Linked DNA regions of Mus musculus: region 2 is linked to region 1. A link is a contact called in public HiChIP or PLAC-seq data. All regions are on one chromosome and are shown on one strand. The core of a region is the stretch at or near the end of the contact, and the rest is flanking DNA. Distances in the headings are between cores, read along the strand shown.

Evidence for each region. HiChIP or PLAC-seq counts read pairs in DNA pulled down with a chosen protein or histone mark.
Region 2: an H3K27ac HiChIP or PLAC-seq map of embryonic stem cells shows a contact between it and region 1, with 3 times the contacts expected there. The contact joins two enhancer-like sites. A contact is called at or near these places in 3 of 39 promoter capture datasets (cranial neural crest, hippocampal neurons and stem cell-derived epiblast-like cells) and 2 of 115 datasets of contacts at active chromatin or transcription factors (embryonic stem cells and extraembryonic endoderm stem cells).

Annotation. Positions count from the first base shown.
Region 1 is chr2:168,838,305-168,841,962 of GRCm38.p6, reverse strand. No RefSeq gene overlaps it. Among named protein-coding and RNA genes, the nearest start is that of Gm25214, 42 kb to the left of the region's middle. Within about 2 kb of position 1,937, at least 43 of the 459 cell types and tissues checked have an H3K27ac peak or open chromatin away from gene starts, as enhancers often do. A contact at or near this core is called in embryonic stem cells and stem cell-derived epiblast-like cells, where this site is marked.
Region 2 is chr2:170,138,022-170,141,679 of GRCm38.p6, reverse strand. It overlaps a transcript of Zfp217 not described here. Among named protein-coding and RNA genes, the nearest start is that of Zfp217, 8.6 kb to the right of the region's middle. Within about 2 kb of position 1,894, at least 59 of the 459 cell types and tissues checked have an H3K27ac peak or open chromatin away from gene starts, as enhancers often do. A contact at or near this core is called in embryonic stem cells and stem cell-derived epiblast-like cells, where this site is marked.

The DNA of each region.
Region 1 (3,658 bases), core at 688-3,187:
AGACTTAGGAAGAAAAAAGATTCGAATAGGAAAAGTTCCCGGGGAGAACTCTACCCTCCCCCACCCCATCCCCGGAGAGTCTGAGGGCCCCTGGGAAGGCTTCCCTCGTTTAGAGTGCAATAAATATGACAATGTAAAAAAACAAAAACTGTGAGTCGTCCTTCCGGAATCTAAACAGAATGAAAAAAAAGTCTAGAATTGCAAATATCACAGTCGTGAGCCCTTGGGACAAAGACTATGCTGATGTAACCTTGAAGCAGAAAATAAACAAACAAAAAGGGAGCAAAAAAATATTCAAGGCTAGGATGGAGCAGGCTGGCCAACGCCCTTTCCTGAAAAGCCCTTGTAGGGTGAGAAGGCAGGCGTCTTCACGCCTAGCACCCAGCGTGTCCCTCCTAGCTAGGTTTGATCCTCTAATGTCCTTTGGTCTCCTTCCCTCCCCACAAGTAAATTCCTCCTTCCAGTCTCCAATCTACTGGCGACACCCTGCAGCCCCTGTATGCTTTATCTGCGGATTCAGATTCAGGCTGTGGCTTTACCCAGGTGGCTTCTTGTAACTTTACTCGACAATTTGGAAAAACAAACAATTCCATTCCGACCTTCCGATTTCGTAGGCTTCTGCGTTCCCCTCCCAAGTCTGCCTTTGTCAGGACCCCGTTATTACAGATTGAGGTCACTAACTGATGGCCCTGGCTTGGGGTATTTCTTTTTCTTTCTTTCTTTCTTTCTTTCTTTCTTTTTTTTCTTTCCTTCTTCCCCACCTTAAAATGCTAACTTAGCTGGTGACCGATGGCAATTATATAAATGGTCTTTGTTTGGACTTATCTGATCTTTCCCTATCAAGGGGTTTAATCTCAGCCTTCCTGGAAAGCCTCAGCTTGGCTGTGAAGATGCAAGCAATCTTCCACAGCTGTTTCTGAGCCCCTGCTGCGAGCTGTTTACCCTTGTAAGCCCCCACTTGCGATTAAGAATTGCTGCATTTAAAATTCTATTTTTTTTAATATATGCGTTTATTTAGAGAGACTGTGTGCATTCGTGCGTGCATGCACACTCGGAGGTCAGGGGACAGCTTTTGGAAGTAAGTTCTCTTCTTCCACTTTGAGTGGGTTTCTGGAATCGAACTGGAGACATCAGCCTTGGCAACAGGAACATTTACCCACTGAGCCATCTGGCCAGCCCATGTCACTTATTGTTAAGAAAAAGAAATATATACATTATATATTAATATATAAAAACATATAATATACATTAATATATGCGGCAAAGAAGGAATCTCCTCCAGGTAATACGGTTGGGGCGATATGAAAGTTTTATATCAATACTGGGAGTCCCAAATATCAGTTTCCAGTCCCATTTGGAACATTTCGTTGCTATGTGAGTGGCCACTTTATACAAATTTGGGAAGGAGCCACAGAAGGAAGGAAATAAAAGCCACCTCTCCGGCTGGAGTCCCTCATGGGTGCAAGGTCCTGGGATCTGTGGGGGAGGGGCAAGCCCTTCCCGTCCTGCAATAAGCATTTTAAACCCTGGGCCGCACCTGTGTTTACAAACCGTAGCTGTATTCTCGGGATTTGCTGTGTGGGTGACAACAAGCCCTCTCAAATGTGCATTTTAGAAAAATCCAAAATCTGTTTTAAAGAGGAGAAATGAAGGTGGCCGATGGGACTCGGCGTGTGCCTTACTGGCCCCTCCCTGCCCTGCTCCCTACACCCGCCAAGCTTTTCACACCTGGAATGTTGGGGGGCGGGGGAGCTCTAGGTGGAAATGTCGGGGACTCACTCTTACTTCAGAACTGGGGCTACACTCTCTTCCCTCTTAGGCGAGGCTTCAGCCGGGCGGCGGCGGCGGCTTCATCACGGTAATACAATTTTGTATGTTAAACAACAGATGTCAAACAGAAAAAAAGAGACGGGCCTTGGCTTTTCTTTCCCTGTGGCCCTCTTCCCCCCTCCCCTCTAAAGCAGCCATTTTTTCAGTTGCTATGACAGTGGTGTAGGAGTCTATCATTTTCCCATGCCTGCTGTATGTTAATGTGGAATCCATGCAGGCGTTATCTGGTTAGGCTGGGGGGCGGGGGGCAGCCTGCCCTCCCGGTCCCCTCCCCCACCCCGTCCTCAGTTTCCTCTCTAAGGAGTGATGTGTGTAAAGCCCTAAGTTTCATTTGCTTATTAACGTATCAGTTACAATCAGCCACAGAGTAACTGAAGCCCCCAGCGTGTGTTTACAAAGCAAGCTTTGAAATGAACAGAAGAGAGCTAGACTCATATTTTGTGTGTCATCTAAGACAGTCCTGCCCTTCCACCCTAACTCCGAAAACATCAGACCAGTCCACATGGAGGAGGGGACCGAAGCTCCTTCAAAATTTCCCCAAGCTGAGATAATCATAAGGTTTTCATAAGAATCTTTCTAACAAAGATGGTGAAGAAATCAAGAAAAAAGAAAAAAAAAAACGTTATGGAAGGAATCGGAGTAAAGAAAAACTTATTCTTTAAAACCAAACGGAGAGAAAGTGGAAGTTGGCCCCACCAGAGGGTCACTCTTCTTGGTGGTTTCGGTCTGTGTGAAATCCTTTGTCATTCCTGAAAGAATTTGTGAATCAGAATCATTGATTAGGGGCCTCAGAGTTAACTGTGCTTAAACAGAGAGCAACAAAGAAAAGGGAAGTTTTTTTTTCTTTTTTCTTTTTTTTAAGCTTCAGAAACAGGCCAGGACAGAAGCAAAATTAACCCCCAACGTGATTGATAGCATGCTTCACGTTATCCCCCCCCCCCTTCATTTCCAACAGAATACAGCCATGCCTGTCAGCCGAGGTTGGCACCCCCCCCCTTTCTCTTCTTCCTAATCCCTTAAAAAAAAATCTTGAGCCAGTAGGCCTCTAAAATGATTGCTTCAATTGTCAGTAGTTGCTTTCTTCACATTGTCCGGCTTTTCGGAGGCATCTGGCACATTTTATTCCGTTTTTGTTATTTTGAGCTGTTCTTTTATCATTTACCCACAGGAAGCAGTCTTAGCTGGCTGCAGATAAGACCTCGCATCCAGATGTGCATATCAAAGCGGGAGCAGCTACTTATTAAGAAAAACTTTCTTCTTAAGCCCAGCTCCTGTTCAAAGGACTGAGAGAGCCCGTGGCGTCAGTGACAAGCTGGTAATTCAATGCCTCGTCCCCACTCTGCCTCGGGATGGGAGGGGGGAACGGAGGTCAGAGTTTTTGGTGAAGGTCCACGTTTTAAAGCTGAAAAGGGTCTAGTGTAACAACAGCGCATCTTCCCCTATGCAGGCATCTACGTGCCGCTGGGTTTACACTGGGGGAAATGAATGCGCCCCAAATGGACCAGTAGCTATGCCCCGAAGAACGGATTTTGAAAGCCTAAAATTACCTTCTTTTTTTTTTTTTGAAGAGTGATATGCATTTGTATGGAAAATATTGAATTTCAACGCCCACCAACCTGCACTTGCTTCCTCTAGCTTTGAAAATACATTTAATATATTTAATAGCAGAAGACACATACAGAGCCCAAGGCTGTTCTCACAGCCTTTCCTAGCCCCGCCCCAATCTAAAGCGAGGTTGTGGTGTGCTACTTAGCCCCTTTTACAGCATTTTAAATGCACAAATGCCAAAATCAAACACTTTGTGGGGGATGGTGGGATGGTTCAGTGG
Region 2 (3,658 bases), core at 645-3,144, 1.3 Mb before region 1:
CTGTTAGAACTATAGGCATTAATGGGATACTTGGCTTACCCTTTTTTTTTTTTTTTTTTTTTTTTTTTTAAAGCAGAGGGAACATAGACTTTATTAAGGAAATCAGAGAAAGGACTCCCAGTGTGGTAGAGGTTCCGAGGTGAATACTTATTTTAAGACAAAGTTTAATGGCATTCACTTGCTATGTAGCCGAGGGTGGCCATGAACTCCTAAACTTCCTGCCTCTACTTCCCAAGTGCTGGAATTACAGGTGTGTGCTGCCTTCCTTGGCTGTAAGAGGATTTACATACATGAGTTAATCAGAGAACTAGTTGTGTAGCCCAGGCAATGGAGAAACTGTCCATCCCCCAGTCACAGTCTCTTGGCCATCTGGGATTTCAAGTGTCCCCAAGTCACCATGTGGAGTTCACACTGGCATAGACCATGGCCCCAGTTCATGTTTTTTTGTTTTTTGTTTTTTCCTTTTTAGTTTTTCTTTTTGGCCTGGGACTCAGAGAGATGCCCGCCTCTGCTGCTGGGATTAAAGGTGTGAACCAGTTAACCTTGTAGATGTTGTAAATGGGATCTGAAAATTGGACATACTTCCATATCTGAGTATCTGCAGCAGATAGAGATGGTCTATGTTACTGTCTGAGGAAATGGTTCACTTAATAACTGGGCCACTTGTTATTCTACTGTAACCATGGCCAGAAGGTTACAGAAGGCTCCCGGCAGGTGATACACTTTGCCTTAGGTCAATTTTCAACTGGTTTCCATGTTAGGCTGGTCTTCTTGTTCCTTGATTATTTGGTCCCTAAGTCTAGAATGACATCTTGTCCCTGAATAGGAGGTCCTTGAAGGGGGCATCTGTTTTCTTCATATTGTGGGTGGAAGGATCTCAATATGTAGATCTTTAATTATGTAAGTTTATCCCCGGATTTTCCTCCACGTATGCAGGCTCTCTTTACTTAATATAAATATTTAAGGACAGGTGTGGTGGTACACATCTTTATTCCTAGCACTAGAGAGGCAGAGGCAGGTGGATCTCTTTGAGTTTCAAGCTAGTCATGGCTGCATAAGGAGAGCCTTTCTATAGCCTAGGATGACCTTGGATTTCTGATCCTGTGACCTCCGCCTCAGATTCAGGCATGATGGGTGTGCCCCAGCTCACGTGATTTTTATTTGTATTCTGTTCTGAGTTTAATTTTTCAGATGCTACATTTCCAGGAAAGAGTATTGGCTTTTTGTGTGTGTGTTTTGCTTCGTTATATATTTACAGGCCACTAATTTTTAATTACACAGAGAAATCTATCTTACTTATCTAAATTATATAAGAAAGTTGAAAACTTTTACCACAAAAATGTTCTGATTTTTTTTTTTCTCTTTCTGTTCAAGACTGAGTAACTTTTGTTGTGGGGGGTGGTCTTTCCTGATTTTCAGCATTCTTAAGGGTACGTCTGTGGTCTTGTGTGGTTTTCTTTTATTTTAGAAGGGGGGTACCTGTTTTACATCTTTACGTACGTAAAGCTTTCTGTAAGCGAACTTGGCAGACTTAGATTATTGTGTTAATAATCTCAGTGATCCAACTGCATGGGATCCTAGACTCGTATGTTGTTAATGTAAACCGCTACTTATATTGTGCAATTTGGCTGTTCAAAGTTTTAAGATTTCCCCTGTTTCAGTGAAGCTTTGGACGACCTTGCGTTTGCCTCTCTCACACTGCCAGGGAGATACCACATCTGTATGCAGCTGTGCTTCCTTGTGTTTAAATGTGATGAACATCTGCTTCTGTTAAAATGGAAGCTTCGGGAGGGCAGCGTTCTCGGCCGGTCTCAGCCTCGCTCTGTAATTACTACCCGGTTTAGTTGCTTCAGAGTTAGAAATGGACTGTAAATATTTACTAAGTGAATCAGGCTGGAGGGTTGGCCGAGGCCACAGTATAGCTTTGCATCCTGGTGTCCAGAGAATGACTGAGTCATGTTCTGGTGAAAAAGAAGCTTTTCATATAGGACAGAAGCTCTATGGTTATTGTGTGGCTGGAAGGAGGAAGGGTCTGGAGGTGACACAGAGAGAGGAATCAAGAATGATGGGATAAGGGGAGGGGCTTGGGTAGAGGTGTGGCCTGGGAGGACAGTAGGTTACTCAGCACCTTTGAGGGGAAGCTTGAAGGAAGTATAGAGGAAAGTTGGTACCTGACTTGGGATTTTTATGTTTTCTTTGAGACAGGATTGAATATAGCTCAGGTTGCTCTTGAAGTTCCTGTGTAGCTGAGGCTAGACTTAAACACTAGACTCCTGCTTCCAGCTCACTCTCTGTGCTGGCATTATAGGATTGGGTTACCAGCTTTTGTTGTTTCTGTGTAGCCAGGGCTGGCCTTCAACACTCCACCCCCACCCCCCCTCGGTAGCTCAGCTAAGGTGGGTTTCAAATTTGGCATCCTGTCTCAGGCACCTGAGCATGCACTGAGATTACAGTCCTGCTTGCAATACAGGCTCTGGGAGACTGATTTATTGAGGTAGGGCATCAGGGAGTCGGGGCTTTTTTGAACTCTTGATCTTTCTCCCTCTATCCTCCAAGTGCTGGGATAGCAGGTGAGCGACATCATGCCAGTCAGGGGTACTTATTTATTGTTTTTTTGTTTTTTTGTTTTTTAATTTCTTTAGAGAGAGAGTGTGTACTAGCCCACATTTGTGCCATGGCATGCACATGGAGGTCACAGGACCACCTTTCTAAGTCCTGGGGATTTAACTCCTTCTGTCCAGTCTAGTTTGGCAGCAAGTGCTTTTCTTTGCTGTTGTGCTTGTTTTGTTTTGTGTTGTGTTGTGTTTTTGAGAACACCCTCTGTAGACCAAGACGGTCTTCAACTTGTGCTGTTCCTCCTGGCTCTGCCTCCCACATCGACAGGCCCAATGACTGGCACGGGCCTCCTTCCTGGCTGAGTTATGTACATTTTAGAAACATTTATTGCCTTCTGCTCTGTGGAGAGAGTCCTGGTCAGGACCCTGATTTTTATGATCTTTCCTGCCACTTTTAAACCTTTTATACATTGTTCTCTGTCTTGGAACAGAGGCATCAGCAGCTGCACTCAAGGGCATGGCGGGAGTCGTGACTTCTTGGTGACCAAGTGTAGTATTGATGAGACAGAGTGGAAGAAGGGAAGGTGGTGTTCCAGAGCTCTTTGCGGCCGAACATCCAGGAAATAGGGTGTCAAATGTGTTTTCAACAGGGCATGATACATGCCTTTAATCCAGCTCGTGGGAGGCAGTCAGGAGGGCCTGAGCAGAGTCCAGCCCTAGGAGAAGTGATAGGCCAGCCTCGTCTGTCTAACTAAGCAAGATTCTTTTACTCCAAGAAAATTACATTATTACCCTAATAAATAAATTCCACAGCTGAGAAAAGATTAATAAATAATAAATCCATATTAAAGCATTAAAGCTTTTTTTGTCTAGTTCTATTACGTCTCTTTCTCTTGGGGACTCACCATGTATTACATGTTGCTACTTGATATGGGTGCTTGGAACCTGACTTGGATCCTGTTGATTAGCAGCAGGTTCTTTTTTGTTTGTTTGTTTGTTTTTTGTTTTTTGTTTTTTGTTTTTTTTTTGAGACAGGGTTTCTCTCTGTAGCCCTGGCTGGCCTCCCAACTCAAAGATCTGCCTGGCTCAGCAGGTTTTGAAGG